Regions from separate parts of the Mus musculus genome. Here all the other regions are linked to region 3. A link is a contact called in public HiChIP or PLAC-seq and promoter capture Hi-C data. All regions are on one chromosome and are shown on one strand. Each heading gives the region's core, a stretch centred on a gene start, on an enhancer-like site or on the middle of the called end of the contact. The rest is flanking DNA. Distances are from core to core; before and after follow the strand shown.

Evidence for each region. HiChIP or PLAC-seq counts read pairs in DNA pulled down with a chosen protein or histone mark. Capture Hi-C pulls out chosen DNA fragments and counts their contacts.
Region 1: a contact with region 3 is called in a promoter capture Hi-C map of adipose tissue. The contact joins the promoter of Tpbgl here to the promoter of Xrra1 in region 3. A contact is called at or near these places in 8 of 39 promoter capture datasets (the C10 cell line, Sertoli cells, cranial neural crest and 5 more), 7 of 484 Hi-C or Micro-C datasets (bone marrow-derived macrophages, dorsal root ganglion neurons, embryonic stem cells and 2 more), 31 of 115 datasets of contacts at active chromatin or transcription factors (VIP interneurons, acute myeloid leukemia, astrocytes and 19 more) and 4 of 9 other capture datasets (adipose tissue, embryonic stem cells, liver and 1 more).
Region 2: a contact with region 3 is called in an H3K27ac HiChIP or PLAC-seq map of T-cell acute lymphoblastic leukemia, with 7 times the contacts expected there. The contact joins the enhancer-like site here to the promoter of Xrra1 in region 3. A contact is called at or near these places in 4 of 39 promoter capture datasets (the 3T3-L1 cell line, the C10 cell line, liver and 1 more), 6 of 15 datasets of contacts at CTCF or cohesin (CD8 T cells, the NIH/3T3 cell line, embryonic stem cells and 3 more), 114 of 484 Hi-C or Micro-C datasets (the 63-12 cell line, the AML12 cell line, the Ba/F3 cell line and 70 more), 30 of 115 datasets of contacts at active chromatin or transcription factors (the NIH/3T3 cell line, PVALB interneurons, SST interneurons and 21 more) and 4 of 9 other capture datasets (adipose tissue, embryonic tail, liver and 1 more).

Annotation. Positions count from the first base shown.
Region 1 is chr7:99,625,833-99,628,532 of GRCm38.p6, reverse strand. It overlaps Tpbgl (trophoblast glycoprotein-like), which reads left to right and starts at 1,430. Exons shown (of 1, transcript NM_001195529.1): 1 at 1,430-2,700. The coding sequence starts at 1,885.
Region 2 is chr7:99,602,616-99,605,315 of GRCm38.p6, reverse strand. Arrb1 (arrestin, beta 1) reads right to left here. Exons shown (of 16, transcript NM_177231.2): 16 at 1-2,700. Among named protein-coding and RNA genes, the nearest start is that of Tpbgl, 23 kb to the left of the region's middle. Within about 2 kb of position 1,270, at least 15 of the 459 cell types and tissues checked have an H3K27ac peak or open chromatin away from gene starts, as enhancers often do. A contact at or near this core is called in CD8 T cells, DN2 thymocytes, LSK cells and 3 more, where this site is marked.
Region 3 is chr7:99,857,844-99,860,543 of GRCm38.p6, reverse strand. Xrra1 (X-ray radiation resistance associated 1) reads right to left here and starts at 1,326. Exons shown (of 19, transcript NM_001164258.1): 1 at 1,314-1,326. Spcs2 (signal peptidase complex subunit 2 homolog (S. cerevisiae)) reads left to right here and starts at 1,661. Exons shown (of 5, transcript NM_025668.3): 1 at 1,661-1,780. The coding sequence starts at 1,667.

The DNA.
Region 1 (2,700 bases), core at 181-2,680, 230 kb after region 3:
ACTCAAAGCCGCTATGTACACAGGCACGAATGTGCCTGCATGTGTCTATGTGAGACACATTTGTTTGGAACTGCTGTGTGCAAGCCTCCCGTGCACATGCATGCACATCCAAGTAAGAATAAATTTGATAGACCACACATGGGCATGTGTAAGTCTGTTTGTGTAAAGTTTGCCTTTTTGTGTAGAGGCACACGTGTGTAAACTCAGGTGGCCATGTATACAGACATGTCCAGCTCTAAAAGCTACTACTGTCATCTGCTAGCATCTGGAGGTTATCATGGAGACAGGACTAGGTCAATATGAGCTGAGGGAGTCCAGCAAGATCACCAGCCTGGTCCTTAGTGTTGGTATTTGCCTGAGACCCAGGGAATGCAGGATATGCCTCAGAAAGTGGTTTCAATTTGCTGGTCGATCTTCTAAATGCAACTTCAGGGAAGAAACCAACCAGTAGTCTTCAGTTCAGGAGAAAGAGACTGACTGATGCTTATGGGGAGGAGGGGAGCCTCTATCCCAACCAGCTCTGCCAAGTAAGATACTCGAATGGCCTGCAGATCAAATGTCAGCTTCTCCAACCTGAATAATTCATGCCAAGACCAGGAATGCTCCCTCCTCTGGAGTCTGTCTCTTTAAATCAGGTCTTGAGCTTCTCAATTCTGGAGGAAAAAAAAAGTAAATAAGTAAAACCCAGAAAGAAAGAAAAACAAAACAAAACAAAACAAGCCTATTAACAGCTCAGCCCCCACCTCAGCCCTGGATTTTACCACACCCCCACCCTCCACTACAAAATCAGTTCCTGATTTTCCTGCTCCTAGAGCCCTCTCCCCAACCGGCACACCACTCAATATTGACTGGTAGGGCAATTTGGAGGGGAAGGGGCACAGTATCCTGGCAGTACTCAGTGCTGGGGCGGGGTGGGCAAGCAAAGAGCTGAATCACTCCACCCACCGCTCCCTGAGCCTAGGAGGGGCCCAGCCTGAAAGGTGGAACCAATGGGAGTGGTCTTGGCAGAGGCAGAGCAGCCTGAATTAGGGCGCGGGAGATGTGGGGACAGAGGGTGTTTTAGAACATAGAAGAGGGTCGATAAAAGACTGGACACACAGGACCTGCAGAGTTTTAGACACAGCCTAAGGGAACTGGGTTCGCAAAGGAGACATCCAAGGCTAGGGATTTTCCAGGCTCGCTCCCTTAGCACAGCTCCTTTCCTTGACTACAAGAAGAGTAACTTTGTCAGCCCACCCCTCAGCCCTGCCTCCTTTTCTAGGGACAGCTCTAAACTCTCCCACCTTCTCTGGGTGCACAGATCCACCTGCCAGGTCAGCCCTGAGGGCCCCGCCCCACGTGTGCTTCGGAGGGAGGAGGAAAGAAGCTGCCTAAACGAAGGGGGTGGGGAAAGAAGCAAGTCAGAGCTTGGGGAGCCAAACTTCTCAGCAGCTCGTGAACTAGAGAGCAGGGGAGCAAGAGAGCGCAGCGGCCCTAAGCCTGCATCTCCGGAGCCTCCCACCCCGCCTCCCTTGCGAGGAGGTGCGGAGACTCCGCTGGGGGCGGAGGAGGCGGCCAGGAGGCGGGGAGGGGGAGGCAAACCCTGCCCACTCGGCTCGGAGCCCGGAACAGCCGCGGAAGTCGGAGGCCGGAGCGCAGGGCGACGAGGGCAGCGAGGGCGGGGGGCTCCGCTCCCCGCCTGACCCCTGTAGCCCCCAGCCATCAAAGTGAAGGCTCCTCGGACTTTACAAGCTGGAGGACGGACCGGTCGGAACTGTCAGCTGCTCCGGGTCAAGGTCTAGCCCACAGCCACCTTCCCGTGCCACCCCCATCCCATCATCTCCAAACGCTCCCAATTCACTGGTGAGCGCTGCGGGCCGGGGGCTGGATGCGGGGACGGCCGCGATGGCCCCGCGCGCGGGACAGCGGGGGCTCTGGAGCCCGCTGCCAGGGCTGCTGCTCTTGGCGGCGGCGCTGAGCCGGCCCGCCGCGCCCTGTCCCTTCCAGTGTTACTGCTTCGGCAGCCCCCGGTTAATGTTGCGCTGCGCGTCGGGCGCGGAGCTCCGGCAGCCGCCCCGGGACGTGCCACCCGACGCGCGCAACCTCACCATCGTGGGCGCCAACCTGACCGTGCTGCGCGCCGCAGCCTTCGCGGGAGGGGGCGAGGGGGCGACGGACGGCGTGCGCCTACCGCTCCTTACCGCGCTGCGCCTCACACACAACAACATCGAGGTAGTAGAGGACGGTGCCTTCGACGGGTTGCCCAGCCTGGCGGCACTCGACCTAAGCCACAACCCGCTACGCGCCCTGGGCTACCGCGCCTTTCGCGGGCTGCCTGCGCTGCGCTCACTACAGCTCAATCACGCGCTGGCTCGAGGCAGCCCCGGGATGCTGGATGCACTGGACGCCGCTCTGGCCCCCCTGGCCGAGCTTCGCCTGCTGGGCTTGGTAGGCAACGCGCTGAGCCGCCTGCCACTCGCCGCGCTGCGCCTGCCCCGCCTGGAGCAGCTGGATGCGCGTGTCAACGCGCTGGCCGGCCTGGGCCCGGACGAGCTGAGCGCGCTTGAGCGCGATGGCGACCTGCCCCAGCCGCGCCTGCTGCTGGCGGACAACCCACTGAGCTGTGGGTGCACCTCGCGCCCCCTGCTGGCCTGGCTGCACAACGCCACCGAGCGCGTACCCGACGCGCGCCGCCTGCGCTGCGCTTCCCCGCGCGTACTG
Region 2 (2,700 bases), core at 21-2,520, 260 kb after region 3:
TCCCAGGGACCTGTGCTTCAACTTTGACCTCCCTTTAGGGGTAACAAGTTGGTGATATTGAGGGAGGTGCTAGTGTGCATGGATTGGGGTGGCCAAGATGTGGATCTGCCCCCATCACTAGGCTGCTTCAGGCCAGGAGCGGGGAGGGCAGAAGTTATGGAGCTGCCTGGACCAGGCCCAAGACAGGCTGTTCGGATAAAAATCAGAGAAGTCTCATTTGGTCCTTAAGTTTAAAAAGAGTAAATATCAGAAGAGACACAAGTTTGTGTCCTGGGAGATAAAGGCTGGAGACCAGCCCTTCACTGAGGGTTGGGAGCCACACATACAGGCCTTAGCCATTGGTGGGAAGGAGCTGCCCCAGGACATGAAGCGTCTGTGAGTGGGTCAGCTAGGGCTCAGCTCTCAGTGCAAGAGGGCTGGACATTGCCAAAGGTCTCCAAGGAGCTGTGGTGGTTCTTCTGACCCAAGATGGGACCGTATACTTAGAAGAGGCAACAGCTATTTCCTCTTGCCCTCGGATGTCTTGGGTGATCACAGTACTGAGCTCAGCTCCCTGACCTGTGGTCAGAGCCCAGTTTTCCTCACTTCTGTGGGCTTCTGGGAGGTGAGTCGAGGCTCAAATGCTCCTCCCTGCCCCCCAGTCACTGACAACATCCAAGCCTTCCGTGTCCTGGTTGCCACGGGACCCATCCTAGGACAATAGCACCTACACTTCTTCCCCAGTGTGATCAGCAAAGCCACAAAGCCACGATGATAATCATGGCTGATATCTAACCTGGGACACAGGGACAAAGACTGGTAAACAGAGGGCTCATTCCACAGCAAGCTTCCTGTGTGACCTCGGGCCTCCTCCCTGCAGCAACAGGGCCACACCTGTGCAGCCAGTTGGCCTACATCTCACTTCAAACCCACAGCAAGCCCTCAAATAAAGCAGACAAAGGCTATTGTTCCAGTGAGGAGAGACTGAGAGGTGGCCTTGGGGACTTTCAGGACTTTCACTGCATCAGATGGGAATCAGCTACCCTCCAGGGGGATGCCAGTTGCGCTTTGAAGCTGAAGTGGCCATGGGGTCCAGCCAAGCATCTCAATTCTTATGTTTCTAGGAGACAAATTCTTCTCTTGGCTGGGGTACTGGGCAAGTCCAGTCGTCCTCAATTGATGAGCTTTTACAAAGCATGCTCTTCTTGCCCAGATTGGCATTAACATGTGCCCTTTGGTCTACTGGAAAGTCCCAATGTGGGCTGTTTGGTGGCCCAAGTCCCAATCTGTCAGCACAAGAAAACCCAATCTCACTGGATGGTGCCTGGAAACCTCCGCCTCCAGTTTCACTCCCAAGTGCTGCCTGGCCAGGAAAACTCCAGAACAAAAAAGAGCCCTACAGAGAAGTACTGGGTTATGTCATGTGATGGGGGTGGGGCACGACAAGAAAAGAAGAGGCCAAAGAAATACGTGAGCCTGTGTATCTCACCCAGTATGGCAGCATAAGACTGTGGAGTAGGGACAAATGACACCAAATTCCAGCCCCTTACAGTGTCATTTCCAGGGTTTGAATCCACCTAGGAAGGACACTGTATTCAAACTCACATCAAGGCACTGTGTGGACTAGCTGTAGCCAGAACCGTCAATGCGGTCTTCTAGATTTCCCCTGGCCAGAAGGTTTCTAGAGACAGGGATTCTAGGGTGAGATCCATCTTAGTAGTATACAGCATAAAAGAACAAAGCTATCATCAAAGGATGGTTTGGCTAGACTCTAACTTGATCATTGCCCTTATGCAGGCGTAGCTCAAAACACAAAGAGGCAGCCAGGGCTCTGATGCTCCCCTGCAGGTAGATCTGTGGGATAAACGGAAAGAATGTGGATGCTGACGTGTAGGAAGCCTGAGAAACCAGATTGGGAGACCTTTTGCTCGTATCAGTTAAGGATGGGGGACAGGAGAGGTTAGTCCAAATGCTAAAGGGTCTGGTATCAGCTCCAGAGGTTTTAATGGAAGCCAGTTGGAGGGCACATGCTTGCCTTACACTGTTCAAGGTTTTAATCAATTCTATAGGTGCAAAAGTATCCAGCTAGCTCTGGCAGGGGCTAGATGTCAGGGGAGCTTGCAGTTATGATCTGAGCTGGCCAGGCAATGTGGCTGCCCCAAGACGGCTGTCCTAACCTGGGAAGAGGTTCCTTGAGTTGACTGCTTATGAAATGTAGGAGGTTCAGAGCAGTGGGCCTGGACCATCTCACCAGAAGAAATAACAACAAACACTGGGCATGATGGACTAAGAATGGCTGGGATCTAATCTGTACAATAAAGCATGGCGCCAGCAGTGGCAGGGGCATGCCTGCAATCCCAGCACTTGAAACAATAGGATCAGGAATTCAAAGTCATTCGCGGCTATGTAGTGAATTCATGGCTAGCCTACACCTCATGATACGCTGTCTCAAAACCAAACACAAGCTGTGGCCTCCCTTCTCCGGCAAGTGTGGAACTAAGAGAGAGGAACAGAAACGGAGATGAGATCCTCTTGCCCTAACAAGCAATTATGTTTGATAAACCCAAGGTTGTTCCCACACTTCTCATGCAAGTCTCCACACACAGAAGCTCTGGGATAGAGAAGTCCACAAAAGCTCTGGCCACAACCTGATATCAGATAAGCTGACTAGGTCCAAGAGCAGCCCTGCCTCGGCAGGAAGGTACACTCAGTGATCTGCTC
Region 3 (2,700 bases), core at 77-2,576:
CAGCTCTAGGAACAGACCATAAAATCCAGAACAAGATCAGAAAACCCTCTCCCAAAGAACAGCCTGGAGATAACCACAAAAATAGGAAAATATCTGATCTCAGAATGGGCCATTTGCACTGGTCAGCCCTATTTCATCACACGATTGAATGCTCATGACATGGGAATGTAGACTTCTGATCACCTATGACCCCCCCCACCCCCACCCCCAGCACCTACCAATGAAATTTTAGATCACCTAATCCTTCTAGAGAGTTCCCTCAGTTCTCTATAAGAAGGCCTGCATGCGTTTATCTGGGGTCACCATTTCAAAGAATGGTTGGCCCCTGCATGCTGGTGTTTCTGCAGAATAAATGCTCTTTGTTTTTGTATACTCTCTGAGCCTGGGGTCTTCTTTCAGTGATTTTTGGACCCTTACAACTGGAGTGGCCAGGAATTGCTTAATCGAGGATGAAATCTAATCTGCTATTCTTTAGTGATCATGTGAACATAGCCTTGCCAAGAACATTTTGTCTCTTTCATTCAGAGGTATATTCTAAGTGTGTAGAACAGGACTGAGTACATGCTAAGCGATTCAGAGGCTGGGCATGGTATTATACACCTTTGGTTCCAGCACTAAGGAGTCAGAGGTAGGTGGATCTCTGGGAGTTTGAAGCCAATTTGTCTACACAGTGAGTTTCAGGACAGCTAGACCTAATGGTGAGACCCTGTCTCAGAAAAACAAAACAAAATGTCTAGCGAATTCAGTATCTGGCGGATCATCTGTACACATATGGAAAATATGTAGGTATAAAAACTAAATAATGCAATGTAATATGGCATAAAGTGATATTACTATGAGATATCCCAGGTCTATTTTCCTTATATGCCTTAGTTTCAGTGTCAAGTTTTTTTGGTGCTCAATATTTTTTTCTCTCAATATTTATAAAAATCACATTGTCAAACTGGAAACATGCTTTTAAGTTTAAAAAACTAAAAAGTTGGTTTTAAGTGTGTTCTGACTTATGCTCTCTGGCTTCTGAAAAATTCCTTTTCTTGTCTATACAGCATTATCCTGAGACAGACACAGAATGGGTGGATGTAAGTGCATGTAGGGCACTGCCTAGCACACAGTAGGCACTCAATAAATGATAGTTCTACAGGAAACATTACTAACAGCTGAGATTATGGTTACTTCGGAGAGAATAATCGAGCTGATATTCTACCTTCAGGGACAGAAAGGGGTGAAGAGCAGGCTCTACCTCCCTTCTTAGGACACAACATCTGGGGCTGGAAAGACTCATAATTCAAGCAAAATTAAGTTTCCAGCCACACCTGCCTTCGGCGTCGTTTCCGCCTCCGAAGAGCCCGCGGAGGCGATGTCCCTGTCAGGCGGAGTGCACGCCTGCAAGCCTCACGGGAATCTCGGAGTCGCTCCACGGTGGCGCTTGCCACAGCCTTCCCCACCCACTCCTTAGTAACCGCGAGGATGTGGCTAGCAACGGAGGCGGCAACCGGCGACGGCAGATTCTAACTACAAGTCCCGTCAAGCCCCGCGGCCTCTTTCAGCCCTCATCAGCACACCAGACTACGGATCCCGATGGGCTCTGCGCTGCCTATCACATGAGCAGCTTCAGCCAATCGGCTTCGGACAAGTCGTATGGGAGGGAGACACGGAGGGAGACAAGATGGCAGCGTCGGCGTCGCAGGGTGGGAGAAGCGGCGGTGGCGGAGGCAGTAGTGGGGCTGGCGGCGGCCCCAGCTGCGGGACAAGCAGCAGCCGCAGTGGTTTGTTGGATAAGGTGAGGAGCTTAGTCCTGGGGACAATCTAGAGCCCGGGGAATGCCCAGGAGCTGGTGAGCCCAGCTTCCCATCCCCACCCCCTTATTTTCTGTGGCTCCTTGAGCGCTCCTCCGTAGCACACGAACGCACACTTGTAACTTGCCCTCTCTACACGTTGGAAAACAATCCTTCCCTTTAGTCGTCTCTTTAAGCAAGTGCTGCTGGTCCCTAACCGCCACCGCAGCTTCTCGTAATTATGGCAATATTTCACCATAATGATCACGTTTCTATTGTGCTAGGAGGGCCACTCTTGAAAATGCCCATAACATCAACGTGGAAAATGGAACTTCTAAAGAAATTGAAAGAATCTCCTCGAAGTCAGTATTCCCCAAACCCTTCCACCATCATCCTCGCGTGTTGCTACAGAGCCCAAAGAGTTCCTTGGCCTTTAAAGTTTTTAAGGGTTTTTTTTTTTTTTTTGGTTTCTTTTAATTTTTTCATGATATGTCAAATAATGAAATATTCGTATGTTGACTTCCCTTGCTGGTCTGATAGGAAGCCTTAAGATTCTTTGTCCCTCTTGGGTTCCCTGCCTTTCTCTTCCCCTGCGTGGCCTTTTCTGTCTGTACCAGCTGACTGCTTTCCACTCTGCCTACACAATTTCTAAAGAATTTCACGTCCTTGTCCATAAGGGCTTAAAGGAAAGAGTCAGGGGAGGAACGCTGCTCCTGGATTGACCATCTTGCCCCTTGCACAGCAACTTGCAAGAGACAGTTGCCTGAAAAACGGGCCTGGCATTAGTTTTGCCTCTAGCTCTGTGTCCTAAAATGTGCCTGTTCTCCTTATTGCCTTCCTTATTCTGTAGAATGAGGGGTTTAGTCCAGCATACCTTCTGGCCCCCTTCCAGGGTTGTCCTTCCCAGCTGATGTGATGAGGGTGA